Linked DNA regions of Mus musculus: region 1 is linked to region 2. A link is a contact called in public Hi-C data. All regions are on one chromosome and are shown on one strand. Each heading gives the region's core, a stretch centred on a gene start, on an enhancer-like site or on the middle of the called end of the contact. The rest is flanking DNA. Distances are from core to core; before and after follow the strand shown. Region 1 overlaps Crhr1 (corticotropin releasing hormone receptor 1). Region 2 holds the start of Crhr1 (corticotropin releasing hormone receptor 1).

Region 1 (7,141 bases), core at 592-3,091, 39 kb before region 2:
AAGGAGCCACTGGAATCTCTGAAGCATCCCCGGGGAGCCAGGTACCTGTACTGAATAGTCTCAGATGTGGTGGATGCTCGGAGTTTGGTCATGAGGATGCGGACAATGTTGAAGAGAAAGATAAAGTTGATCTGCAATTGGAGCACACCAGAAGGAGTGAGGATGGGTGGCAGGGGCTGGGGTGGGTAGCAGGGACAAATGCAGGAAATGGAGGTGGGTGGGGTGGATGGGACCGGCTTTCCTCGGCTCTCTCAGCTCTGCTCTTGGTATTTCTGCTGCACTCGCTCATACAAACACACACACACACACACACACACACACACACACACACACACACACACACAGGCACGCACGTACTCCCTCTTCCTCCCTCCTTCTCTCAATACTGTCCATGGTAGACAGACTGTCCCACCCCATGGTGGCCTGTCTCCTGCTACCTCCTGAGGCTCTTACCAGCAGGACCAGGATCATGGGGCCCTGGTAGATGTAGTCAGTATATACTCCAGGACGTTTGCCAAACCAGCACCTAGAAGACCACAGAGGAAAGGGAAGAGAGGGATTAGTCCTTTCAGTGGTGTAGTGCTTGAACATAGGGCAGGGTCATTGACAGTGGTCAGGAAAGGGCACCCCAATTTCCAAGAAAGCCAGTCCAACTGACTCTCCTTCAATGCCTCAGTGAACCCGTCTGCAAAGTGGGTGGTACCCTCTGATGTAGGATGCGAAGCTGGAGCAAACTCTGTGGAGGGAGGGGCCATGAAGGCCCCTGATTGTGACAGCCACCATCCTCATCTACGCAGTTGTGGCTGCTTGTAAGGACCCCTCAAGATGGGACTGATTGTTGATATTCCTCCCACAGAAAGGAGAAGTAGAGTGGGAGGGTTAGTGGGCCCTTGCCTGAGATTCCAGCCATGTCTGCCTACACCTCTAGGTGCCCACTGCACATAGCTTCATGGTCTTAGGAGATGCTCGAGTTTGTAGAGTTAACTGGAGGTTAACTCTATGGAGGTTAAGTGCATTCATATCATAGGGAAGTCTTTATCCATGCTGTGGGGAGACTTTCTAGTGGTGCGGCTACTTTGAGGTCACCTATGCGCCTGTAAATAGCTCCTTACCCTGGCCCTGTAAACATCCCCTGAAGTTCATTGTTTCCTCAGCTGGACTTAGGTGAATTGCACCTGAGTTTGTGGTTGGGTCCCTGGCAGGCAGGGGTAGCTTGCTTGTTTGCGTTTCCCAGGGAAAGAATTCTCCAAACAGCAATCCAGAAACAGCCTGAAGCCTGACACTGCAACTGCATTCTCTGGTGTCCACCAAGAGACTCTGGCAGTGGCCATGGCTGAGCGATGCTCACTGCCCTGTCACACAGCAGTTTCTGCGGGACTCTGGGAGTGCAGCCCATGCAGGGAAAGGTTTCACAGCTAGCACCTATTGCAAGATGTCAGCCTGTTCTGCATTCTCCTGAACTGCCCTTTACTCGGCAAGCTCCTGGGAGTAGGCAGGGACAGGGCGAATCGGAAGTCCCGTGTCCTTATGGGCATATGGGATTGCAATGGATGCTGTAAACCAGAATGTGAAGTTAGCATATGTGACCCCCTGGCTGAAACGTCAAGTTTTTTTTGTTTTTGTTTTTGTTTTCTTAACACCACTCAGGTCATATGCCACTGTTTGTGGACTCCAGACTGGGACCCCGGGGCCTCGCTGCTCATCTTCCCCCACTTCTGCTGCAGTGTCAGCATTTGTCCACCAGATGGAGCTTCAGAGCTGCTCACACCTAACCTTACAGCATCCTTCCTGCTCCAGGGTGGGAGCAGGCTCCTTTCTGGGTTTTCCTTCGCTGCCTGTCTCTTGCCTTCTTCCGCCTCTCCCTCCTTCCCAGTCTCTTCTATTCAAAATTTCATATCCTACAAAGCACAGGCATCCCCATCCAGGCATTCCCAAGAAGATACCACCCCCACCCCGCGCCCACACCCTTCCCCGGGATACCGCACCCACTGTCAGTGAACTGGCTCCCTGCAGCCTGCCGCCTACCCTGCTTTGGCACAAACACCCCAGCCTGAGGCAGAAGGAACAACGTTCACAAATATGGATGATACTCCCCCGGGCTTCTTGTGCAGCCCAGTGAGGGGAAAGGAGCGTCTGTCAGTGTGAACCCCCAGTCAGCTAGCTGGGAGCTGGGGATGCTTAAGTGTGACCCAGCTCCTCCCACCTTCTCAGTCTTTCTGCGAAGTTCTCAATCTTGGCTTTACACAGTAACCACCCTGTTACCCAGGCCACACCTCAGTCTGGTAGCATGGAGCCCTGAGGTATAGAACTTTCTAGAGCTTCCCATATGATCCTTGTGAGGGATAGCCAGAAAGTCCCCCATGTGCAAGGCTTCAGGTTGTGCTGGAAAAGGCTTTGAAACCACTTGAACCAGGTTTTTTTTTTTTTTTTTTTTTTTGTAAAGCATACCTTGATGTTAATAAACATTTATGCAGCACTTACTGGGTGGCAGATGCTATTCTTCGTGCTTAGTAGGCACTGATGCCCTTCATCCCCACTACAGCCTTGAGGTGGCAAATAAAATGAAGATGCCCATTTCATGGATGAGGAAACTGAGGCCTGCTGTGACAATGAGCTCCAAGGTCACACATAGCTACTTGGTGATGGCAACAATTCAGAACCTGGGCTGTGTGACTTTGGGTATTGCTCTCCTTAAAACTCCAGACAGATAACAGGCTAGGTCCTTGGCTGTCTAGTGCCACCTCCCCGGCAGAGCACTGGAAAGGATCCTAGAATTGAGGCCAGTGCTCTGTGCCTTTGTTGAGGAAGAAGCCACTGTCTTTATAGGAGAGACAATGGCCGAAGTTCCCTAAGGCGTGTACGTAGAGCTAGGCTCTGACCTTGCAGAGTGACTTACTTTTCATTGTCGTAGTAAAGTTTCCCAATGGCCCAAGCCACAATGATGGGGAAAGGCACACCTGAGGGAGAGAGCGACTGTCACTGGAGGACCCCAGGGCAGTCAGGGGCCGACGGTAGAGCAAGGATTCATGGGAGCTGAGCTCTGATGCTTCATGGCAACCCCACTACTCTCATCCCTAAGAAGGGTGCACACCCCACCCTCTTGACCCCGCTGGCCCACATCCTCAGTGAGGAGAGGCGGGGACAGGGCCGGCCCAGCTCACCCCAGCCGATGCAGACGAACATCCACTTGCGCAGACGGTCGGTGGAGTACGTGAGTACGATGGCTGTGTGCAGGTAGCAGCCCTCACCGAACATCCAGAAGAAGTTGGTTACGTGGAAGTAGTTGTAGGCGGCTGTCACCAGCCTGCACCAGGCCTGCCCCGACCAGAGATGCCATGAGCGTGGGGGTGTCCAGAGACCCTTAGTGTCCAACCTCGGGCTCCTCGGGGTCCTGTTCCTGTTCTGTGGATACCCAGGCCCGACCCTCCTACACGGTAGCCCTAATCTAGCTCGGCCTCTTCTGCTTCCCTAGCTGGGACGTACCACGTTGCTCTGGTGGACCTCGGGGCTCACGGTGAGCTGGACCACAAACCACGTGGCGTTGCGCAGGATGAAAGCCGAGATGAGGTTCCAGTGGATGATGTTCCTCAGGCACCGGATGCTCCTGGGGCAGCGGGAGAGGGCAGGTGGCCATAGCAACAGGAGGAGAGAGAGCACGAGGGCGGGGTGTGAGCACTGAGCATCGCTCCAGCCCAGGTGCAAGAATGGAGGGATTGAAGCTTGAGTGAGTGGGGCCGACGGGTTAGCCTGAACTCCACTGGTCCCTTCCTATCTGGGACCACCAAGACATCCGCTCCTGGAAGAGCCTGGTGTGGTCAGGGAGTCCCCCTCATTCCCCACACCCCAGGATTGAATGCTTACAAACAGGAGGAACCTCCAACAGTCAACCCTGTCTTGACTTTCAGTTTCCAGTGCTACCCACTCAAAACTTTTTCCTATCACATTTGACCTTGTGACAGGGATGACCCTCAATGAAACCCTCACCTCCAGGGGTCCCCCTGCCTTATGACCAGCTTTAGGTATTGGTAACACAGGTGAGCCTGGGCTTTGTTTCTCCCTACCCTACGTCTCCCAGAGGCTGCTGGGAGAAAGGACAGGCATGGCTCTGCCGAGGTCCTAAGAGACCTGAGCTTCACATAGTGATACTCTTCTATTCAAATGAGAGGCCGGTTACCTCCTGGTCAGCGCCCCCATCCCATAGCTATGCCTGGATCTTACCCACCTCCCCGAGTACGCTCAAGGGCCCAGGGGTGGCAGTGCCCGTGTCTTCTCACCTGAGCCGCAGGAAGAGGACAAAGGCCACCAGGAGGGCCACCAGGGAGATGCAGTGGCCCAGGTAGTTGATGATGACGGCAATGTGGTAGTGCACTTTGCTCTTCTTCTGAGGCAGAAGAGAGGGCAGAGGTGAGCCTCCTGCACAGCCGCACCTCTGTACCCATTGAACTAAAGAGCTCTGAGAGGACAGCACCAGGGAGGGGGGCTGCAGGAGAGTGGGCAACAGTAACAGGGTTTGCCCCGCTCCAGAGTGGCTCTGTGAGCCACGCACTACCTTGGAGTAACAGCATCCACTTGGGCCAGTCTCTGAATCCGGTCTGTCTTGTGTTATAGACAGATATGAACTGAAGCTGTGTCTATGTCATACGGTGCTCCCGTGTCACATTAACACTGTACACACCCACACATGTACCCTAGTGCCCACAGATACCCGTGTCTCGTTCTGTCCTGACACCACAGGCTCCGGTGGGTGCAGAGACCCCAGCCTTCCAGGATTGCATTTCTCACTCCTGAAGGTTCCCATCTTCCTGGTCACACCCGAGTCCGGCTGAGTGAGAACCTGGGTTTGGATTCCTGACATCCTTGTGAACTCTGGGTGTGGCTGAGGGGGATCTGTAACCTCAACACAGAGCATCAGATATAGGTGGATCCCTGGATCCCTGGCCTGTCAGCCCAGCGACACTGTCAGCTCTAGGGATTAGTGAAGAGATCCCGGTCTTAACAAACGAGGTGGAAAACCATTAAAGAAAACACCCTACATCCACCTCTGACCTCCACAGGCACACACAGATGTGTGTTGTCCACGTGCATATATGAACACATGCATGTACCACACACATACCCCTGAAAGAAGAAAACACCAATTCCTCATTCTCAAAACATTTCCCTCATCCCAGGCCCAGGGGCTGCCCCAAGTGAACAGTGCCCCCCCCCCCCCCGTTTCTTCCCTCCGCCCTGCCTTCTCCGTATGCTAACCCTCCTCTTTCTGAATTGAACTCAGGGTCTTGAACAGGCTAGGCAAGTGCTCTGCCTACTGTGAACTACATCCTCAGCCATTCCTAATGAAAAGCATTTTAATTACATTTATTTATTCAATGTGTATATATGTAGGAGCATGAGTATAGATAGCCATGTGTGTCAAGGCGCATGTATGAAGGTTAGGGACAACTCGCACAAGCCAGGTCTCTCCGTCCACCAGGCGATCCTTGGGATTAAACTCAGTTTGTTGCACTCGGTAGCAATCACCTTTACCCACTGAGCCATCTCTCTGGCCCTTAACTTTCTTAATTATTCAATTATGAATATGTGACGGGAGCTACTGGCATGAGTGTAAAAGCCTTCCCACTTAAGAGTTTTCCTCATCTTAAAGCTTCAAAGCGGCCCTGTGGGAAAAGCTGGGAAAGCATTTGTAACTTCCTTTGCAGAAAAAGAAGCCCAGAGGTTTGTTGACTTTCTCAGGATTGCTAAGTTCAGCACCTCTTACCTTCACATGAAGCTTGGTAAGGTATATTGATGCTACAAATGGGTCCTTACTCCATAGGGGACCAGTCAGGACCCCAGTGCTCAGATCTTAGCAGATTCCCAATACAGGACTCTCATTCACCCTTTCCTGGACCCCAGAAGGCAGGACATCACACTAGCAGTTTATGCTGCTGGAGCCCTGGGACCCCCGGATGGTGAATAGAGACAGGTCAGGGAGGCAGGGGGGGGGGGCATCTATTCTGACCTGCAAACACTGAGGGGCTCTAAGGGCCTACAGCAGATGCCAGGATCCTACCAGAGGCTCCAGACAGACATGCTCAGTGCAAAGCCTGTCTGGAATCAACACTTGATTTCTTTTTATTAAATTTTCTACTCTTCCATGCTGAGAAGCCCCTGGGTAATAACGGCATCTGTGGAACTGAGCGGCTGCCGTGCCCCTGCTTTCTCTTCAGGTCTAGGAGGGGATTGGGGGGGGGGGAGGAGCTCTTCTGCCCCATCCTCTACCCTGGCTCCTCTGTTTGTCAGAGTGAAGCTGGATAGTTTTGAGAGGACCTACTGTGTGCTGGGTCCCACACCATCGTCCTCAGTGAAGTCCCTGAGGCTGGTCCTCACAACCTTGTTTTCTGGTTGGGAAGGCTCCACAATTGATCCAAGCTGTATGGTCAGCAATCAGAACCTGGGCCAGCCTGGCTTCTAGGATTCTCTTTTCCTTCCAACCATAGGGCATTTTGAGGGGGACAAGCAGGGATTGGGGGATAGGCACTCTGGGGGTGGGTGTCTCTTCTCTGCTGTGTCCAAGATCTTGGTGGAGGGGCTTCTGCATCGAGACTGTGGCTCACTAGTATTTTTTTCTTCACAAAGGCTAGAATGGAAAAACAAAGCCTAAAACCACAGGGGCAGAGAGATATAGCTGGGTCAAGCTCTGGGTTCTGTTTGACCCATGGGCCTGATGCAATCCGAGGACCAGAGCACCAGGATGGCAGTGTCACAGAGAGTGCTAGAGATACCCCAAGACATGGTAGCTGCTGCCGATACGAATGCATCCCTGAAATTTAAAGTCTGGAGACGTGGTGCCTGGTACAGAGCTGTTGGATGTGAGGCCTCTCAGCCAAGTGGGGGCCTCACTGCAGGACTTGGTTCCTTTTAAAGGGATGTGTGGCCTATTTGCTTGCTCTCACCCTTGCTTTGCCTTCTGTCATGAGATGACACAGCAGCAAGGCCTTTGCAAGATTCTACCCTTTCAACCTTGGGTGTCTCAGCTTTCAGTACCAAAAGACAAACCATTTCTACTCATTATAAATGACCTAGAAGCTGGGGGTGTGGCTCAGATGATAAAAATGCTTGCCTACCTCGTGTGAAGCCTTGGGTTTGATTCTTAGCAATC
Region 2 (6,526 bases), core at 1,317-3,816:
GTCACTGGACACTCATTGTCCTTTAAGAAGACACAGGGGCCTAGTTCACTCCACACAGTCACTATCCAGAATTACCTATCACCAGAGCATTAGATATGTCCCTAGGAAGAGCAGTTAGTGGATGGGTCATAAGAAGAGGGACTAACTCTCCTCTCTATACTTATCCATAAACACCACACACACACACACACACACACACACACACACACACACACACACTCCACACCCATGCACACACACTCCTCATCTTTCTTGCACTCTCCCACAATGTTCTATAACAAGTTCAATGAGAAATGCACACTATAGCCCCCGAGTGACCCTTTTCCAAGCATAGCTTGCCTGCCAATCATCAGTGAAAGAGCTGGTTTTTGCACGATCTCCAAGTTCCCTAGATTCATATGTTCAAACTGATGAAACGCTCAGATTCTCAGCTGGTAGGCACTAAGCATGAGATTTAAGTTTGAATTTAACAAAACAGAGTCTTAGGCTTGGAGTACTGGGTTTGAAATCTGTGTGCAGGCGCTAAGGGCACGGTCAGGCTTGCTGACTGACAAGCTCATGGTGCCGCTTTCTGAACAAGTAGGCTCAATCCTCTATGCCTAGGATATAATTCTTACTTCTTGGACTATTATGACGACTACATGACTTAATATTTATAAAGCAACGAGACTAACACTGGGAAATGTGTACAGACCACACAAATATCACAGTCACCGACTCTCACTCCCCATTTCCTGGGCACACGCTGAATGTATCATGTAAGACAAGTCCCCCAACTCCCACTAGCCAGTAGGAACAAGAGGAAAAAAAAGTACCTTTTATCTTAAGAAACTGTGAACATGCCAAACAGGTCATTTCACACGGTTCTAAGAATGGCCTCAGAAAGAACCTTCATTGATTTCCATGTAAACTTGAAAAAAAAAATATCCACAGCCCAAATTTTTGAATTTGCTTAAGAGGCTTCATTTTTAACCCCTGTGAATTTAGATCAAGGCTCAGTACACAGGAATCCTTGGGAAAAGACCTCCATTGCTGCTTATCTATACAACCTCCAAGAGTCTCCCTAACTTCTTTGTAGAAGACTTTGGTCACCCCAAAAATAATCTCTGGCTCCAGCCCTTAGGTTCACTGAGACTCCCTTAGATTTGAAGACAACCTTTGAGTATGTGGAGAGGGGGGACATTTTAAACGCGTGGTGGTTTAACTCAAATGCTTTTCGAACAAGTAAAAGCAGTCGGCTTAATAACTGACGGAAAAATCAAAGCCAGTCAATTCGCACTGCTCCTCCCAACCACTTAGATCTTTTGAACGCAATCGCCTTTCCTGGCCACAGTTAACCCGGTGCTTCGGCTTGTGGTTCAGGAGGTCCATGTCAGCCCTGAGCGGTCCGGAGACCCAGGCATGGCAATTGGGGCTGCCGGGCGGCAGCGCCAGGCCCACTCACCTTCTCCAGCACCAGGGCTGAGGTGCTGGTACCCAGTGAGCGCGCGCGCTCCGGGACGCGCCGGCGAAGTGGCGCCTGTCCTTAGGCTGCGGGCCTGGCTGCGAAGCACCTAGCTCTTCCCGGGCTCTGTCCACCCCCGCGCAGCCCCAGATCGCCCCCAACTTTAGCCAGTAGGCACTGTAAACGCCTTCTGAAGACTTTCTGAAACTCCGCTTCTCCAGCCCGGTGGCAGGAGCGAGCCCAGTGAGAGAATGCGTTGCGCTCCGGGGGGCTGTGGCACCCCGGAGGATCGGCCGGACACTGGGGTGCGCGCACCATCGCCTCTCAGAGATGCTAAGTCGATGAAGGGCCGCGACTCGCGGGCCGCATCTATCTCCGGAATCTGAAGCTTTCTACGGAGGAAAACCGGCAGGAAAGAGCGCCTGAGACCGGGACAGGGCCGGCTCGGAGGGTGTCCAGCAGGGACAGGATCCCATCCAGAGCCTTAAGGGGGATGGCGCTTCGGCCCCAAAGATTGCAGCGATTCTTCGCGCAAAGCCGGTTCTTCGAGTGGGCGGACCCCCTCCTCCTCTGGCGCCGCAGCGGTTTCACCATCACCCATTCTTTTTCCACCAGAGTTGTCCCTCTGTCTCCGAAGCCCGGCTTTAGAGGTCCAGGTAGAGGACGTCAGGTTGAACCCCAACCTCCCGGGTGGCGCCGGGTTCCCCGATCCTCTCCTCCGGCACCCCTGCCCACGCCTGTCCCGCGCTCGTTCGGCCCGGAGCGCCTCTGATTACCCGGAGGTCGGTCCTCTCTTACCTTCACGAGCCGGAGCTGCGGGCGCTGTCCCATCCTCGGGCTCGCTCTGTCAGCGTCCTGGATGCCAGGATCGCTCCGACATCCCAGAGCGAAGAGCGGGCGGCTGCGGTCTCCGTTGGGCGGCCAGTCTCCCGGGTCGCTGAGCTGCTCCCAGGCGCCCGGCTTCGCACCCTCCCGCCCCGCCCCACCGGCAGGCTCTGGCTCGCCCTGCGCGAGCAAGTCTGGTCGCCTTCTCCCCACTCAGCTGGGCCCACAGCTACCTCTCTCCTGCCTGGATCCCGCCTAGCCCGGTCGCCTCCCCCACGGTCCGCCTGCCTCTCGCCTCTGCTCCCCGCCCCCTCGCCTCGTGTCCCCTCCTCTTTCTCCCTCCGCTCCCCTCCTGTCCCTCCTCCGCTCCTCGCCCCTCCGCTGGCTGCAGGCTCCGGTCTCCTCGGTCCACTGCCCAACCCCGGCCCGGATCCCCGCACCCTGGCCGTGCTGAACCCCCTCTCCCCGCACCCCGGCTTGCGGCAGTGCGCGGGGCGCACAGGCGGCGGCGGCTGCCACCGCAGCTAGGGAAAAACCGGGGATCCGGGAGGCGGCTGCTGGAGAGCAGGCAGCCTTTCTTCTCTAGCCTCCTGTGAGGCTGGATGTCCGGACCAAAAGAGTCCGGGGGATCCCGGGGTACTTGTGGGGCTCGGGGGGCGGGATTTAGAAGGCTAGTAGGCGCTGGGGAATAGGGCGATTTCCACAAAACTCAGCCTGCGTGGAAAAAGAAGCTGAGAACTACATTTGGGTGGTTCCCGCCCTGCAGCCATCCAGGAGGTTCACCTCCGCCCCCAATTTAGTGGGGAGGGGAGGCCGGGCCCGAATCCCCCTCCCGATCCGCGCGCCTTTGGCCTAAACACACCTAGGATGTGCTGGGACACTGATGCTCTGCGGCGGGAACCCTTCCTTTTTGAATCCTTCGTTCGTTCGTTCACTCATTCATTCATTCGTTTTTGGAACTGAACGTCTGTCTTTTTGGTCCAGGCCCCAAGATAAGTGGTGACAGCGGACTGGGCACCTAGTCTGTAAGGAGGGGAAAGCAGGGCGCGCATTGCGCCGCAACGCTGTGGACGCAGCTGGGAATCCAGCCCGAAGGGCGTGGAGGGGGCCACAGCGCCCCCTCTTGGCCAAGCTCTCGGGGCTGGAGCGGGCTGTCCCGCCAGACCTCCGGGTCTTCGTCTAGGTTGGCTTTCTAATTCCACTTCCAGCCTTAAAACCAGCTCTCGCCACCTTCAGGCCAGTTAGGTGGATTGTTCTTTTGATTTCCTTCCCCCATCCCCCTTTCCTTCCCCAGCGAGAGATAGAGAAGGAGAAAAGGAGTGTCGGGGTAGAAACATCTTCACCTCTCAGGTCCGGGTCTCCATCTTGAGTACACAGAAGCACAAAGAGAGAGGCAAGGTCCTAGTGGGGGAACCAGCTTATTTTAAAATGTAGCGGAGCTTGGCGACTCTGGACACTACTTTGTGCAACTCCCCTTCCTTACATTGTGTTCTCAGCACACTGGACAAGATCCACAGCTTAGAGGCCCAGGCAATAGTCATTTTGGAGCTGGAGTTGCTGTAGGTCATGTGACAGTTTACTAGTGAGGAAACTGAGGCACAGGGGAGCGTGGATTGTCCAAATCCCCACAGTTGGCACCCTCCTTCCTAATTCCCAACTCAGTGTCCCTGGCGGTCTTGGCTCGGATGGGGTAGGGGTGCAGAGTCGGGCGGATCATTGATTAAACCCACTGGTCACATTGGCTTAGCCATTGTGCATGCACAGTTCAGTGAAGCAAAGTCCTGAAGTCTTCAGTTCAAAGCAGTGACTCACATCAGTCAGCCCCAGAGAGATGGATGTCTGGACATACTAACCAGACTGCCGACTTAGAGTACCCGCTGTTACCAGCAAAAGGGAAATGCAGAGTGACCAGGTAGCCTACTAGTCAGGCAGATGGGGCTGGAGTCTAGGCTCTTCCAGGTTCAAACTGAAGAGCTCTAGAAAATGATTTAGCGGGGGCCTCAATATTCGTGCTTATTAAACAGACACAGGAAGGCGCACCTCCTAGGGTTGTTCGTGAGGAAGTGCTTGGCGTAGTGTCTGATATGTAGTTCCTCTCATGGTCATCATCAAGATAGAGTGGGCCCGGTGTTCTTCCAGGAAATCCTTGGCAGGAAATAAATTCTTGAGAAGGGCCCTGGAACCCTGGACTGAGGGATGGGAGGAGGGAGGGGAGGGGAGGCTAGCTGGTCCCCAGGGCCAAATCTCAGTCCTGGCCTTGGAGCACAGTCCCTGGAGGAAGGACAGCCCCAGGGCTGCCCTTCTCTGGATTCTGATTCCTGGGGCTCAGTAAGCAGCAGATTTTGGCTCTGAGCTCACCCTCCTCCCCTTGACATGATCTTTAAATATGCTAATGCCATCAGTTCACAGAAATCGCCTCTGGTTCTTCTGGCTCTGAGCCTCCTCCCTGAAGTGTCTCCAGCCAGTCCAGCTGTGTCCAACACAGTCACCCTGGTTGTGTTAATTCCCTGACCTAACTAACCTCTGTCAGGACCCCAGGCTGAAGCCGGGGCTTGGGTTTCATGCCAGGATCCAACTTGTTCTGAGAGCCACAGTTCAATAGTTCACAGTATCCCCTTGTATTTGTCTGGAAACTGCAAACCTTTTACTTTCCAAAGCTTGGCTCTGCTCTGCTCTGTAGCAGCTCTATGTCTGCCATCATCCCGTCCCCACAGCCTGATGTTCAGGGCATGTCCTACAGTCTCACCACACTCTTCCCAGAGGAGCCTTCTTTCCCCAGATGGAGACTTCCCACACTCTCTTTCTATCCCCCCCACCCTCCTTGCCCTCTGTTCAGTCTAGGTCCAAGCAGGAATCAGCTTTCTCTCCAGTAACACTTCCAAAGAAAGGAGCAGCATACGTAACCCAAACAGTCTTCTAGATATCAGATAGATGTAAAGTCGGTGTGTGTGTGTGTGTGTGTGTGTGTGTGTGTGTGTGTGTGTGTGACACTCCTCTCAGATTACCTGTGACTAAGAACCAGGCCTAATATTTATTGCAGCAGGGTCTCAGTAGCCCAGGCTCTCCTGGAATTTCCCTCTCTATCCCAGACTGACCTCTAACTCATGACAATTTTCTTTCTTCAATCTCCCAAGTGCTGAAATTACAGGCACGCTCCATCAAACCTAGCTATTTTTAATGTTCTAATTGGTCACAGGTGACGCTATTGCAAATACAATGGGAATAAGTGACTAGGAAGTGAAATTAAAAATAAAAATAAAGGCACAATTAAAGCCCGAGAGGATCCAGTAGACCCACACAACTCTACCAGGTTGCTTTGACATGCTTGGATGCTTATTCTCTGTTTTCCGCTAAGCTTGTCACACCTTGGCAACACAGTTGGCAGACCCACATCAGTGTATAGATCATACTTGCCGTAGCCCCAGTCTCAAGGATGGAGCCAGGGAAGTAGCCTTGCAGAGAGAGCTGTCTTTAAAAATCCCAGGGACACTGGGAGACAGTGTTAGTTATTCCACTTAATCAACAAACATTTAATGAGCAGCAACTATATGCCAGTCACCGTGGGATGCCAACGCTAATAATGATTAATGTGCCAGGGTCCTAGTCCTCAAGGTGTTCACAGCTTGGAGTGGGATACAGACACTCGAATAAATTATTAAAAGCTAGCAAAATTGGGTCAACAATAGGCAGGGCACACTATGGCCACAGAGGCAGGAATATTAATCCTTCCTGGCCAATAGGGAAGAGTCTATAGAGGAGGCAAGGCTTTTGCAGGATCTGGAGGGAGGGAGGGAGGGAGGGAGGAAGGGAGGAAGGGAGGGAGGGATGTATCTGTTCAGTACCATATGCCCCTTGCTCTCAGTAAATACAGTGTGTAAAGTGCTTTATGTGCAATGCCATCTCTCCCTCTCCTCCCTCCCCCACCTCTCTCTTTCATCAGGGTTTTTGTTTGCTTGTTTTGTTGTTTTTTTTCTTTCAGGATCTGTGTAGCCCTGGCTGTCCTGAAACTTGCTCTGTAGACCAGGCTGGCCTTGAACTCAGAGATCCACCTGCCTCTGCCTCCCAGGTGCTGAGGTTAAAGGTGCTTACCACCACCCAGCCATTTAAATTATTATTTTTTTTAACATTGTATTGATTATTACTCTGTGTGAGTGGAGGCACACACTCATGCTCCGGCCTGTGTGTGGAAGTCAGAGGACAACTCTCAGAAGTCACTTCTCAATTTCCACACTTAAAAATTAAAACAATTATTAAAAA

What was found. A called contact is a pair of places that touch in the nucleus more often than the background predicts.
Region 1: a Hi-C map of brain shows a contact between it and region 2, with 5 times the contacts expected there. The contact joins the enhancer-like site here to the promoter of Crhr1 in region 2. A contact is called at or near these places in 7 of 39 promoter capture datasets (cranial neural crest, embryonic stem cells, epiblast stem cells and 3 more), 25 of 484 Hi-C or Micro-C datasets (the N1E-115 cell line, brain, cerebellar granule neurons and 12 more), 12 of 115 datasets of contacts at active chromatin or transcription factors (SST interneurons, embryonic hindbrain, embryonic midbrain and 5 more) and 4 of 9 other capture datasets (adipose tissue, embryonic stem cells, liver and 1 more).

The regions. Positions count from the first base shown.
Region 1 is chr11:104,166,296-104,173,436 of GRCm38.p6, reverse strand. It overlaps Crhr1 (corticotropin releasing hormone receptor 1), which reads right to left. Exons shown (of 13, transcript NM_007762.5): 5 at 4,275-4,381; 6 at 3,484-3,604; 7 at 3,162-3,315; 8 at 2,897-2,957; 9 at 454-526; 10 at 46-131. Among named protein-coding and RNA genes, the nearest start is that of Gm35469, 11 kb to the right of the region's middle. Within about 2 kb of position 1,841, at least 23 of the 459 cell types and tissues checked have an H3K27ac peak or open chromatin away from gene starts, as enhancers often do. A contact at or near this core is called in the N1E-115 cell line, brain, cerebral cortex and 2 more, where this site is marked.
Region 2 is chr11:104,128,821-104,135,346 of GRCm38.p6, reverse strand. It overlaps Crhr1 (corticotropin releasing hormone receptor 1), which reads right to left and starts at 2,566. Exons shown (of 13, transcript NM_007762.5): 1 at 2,243-2,566. The coding sequence starts at 2,275.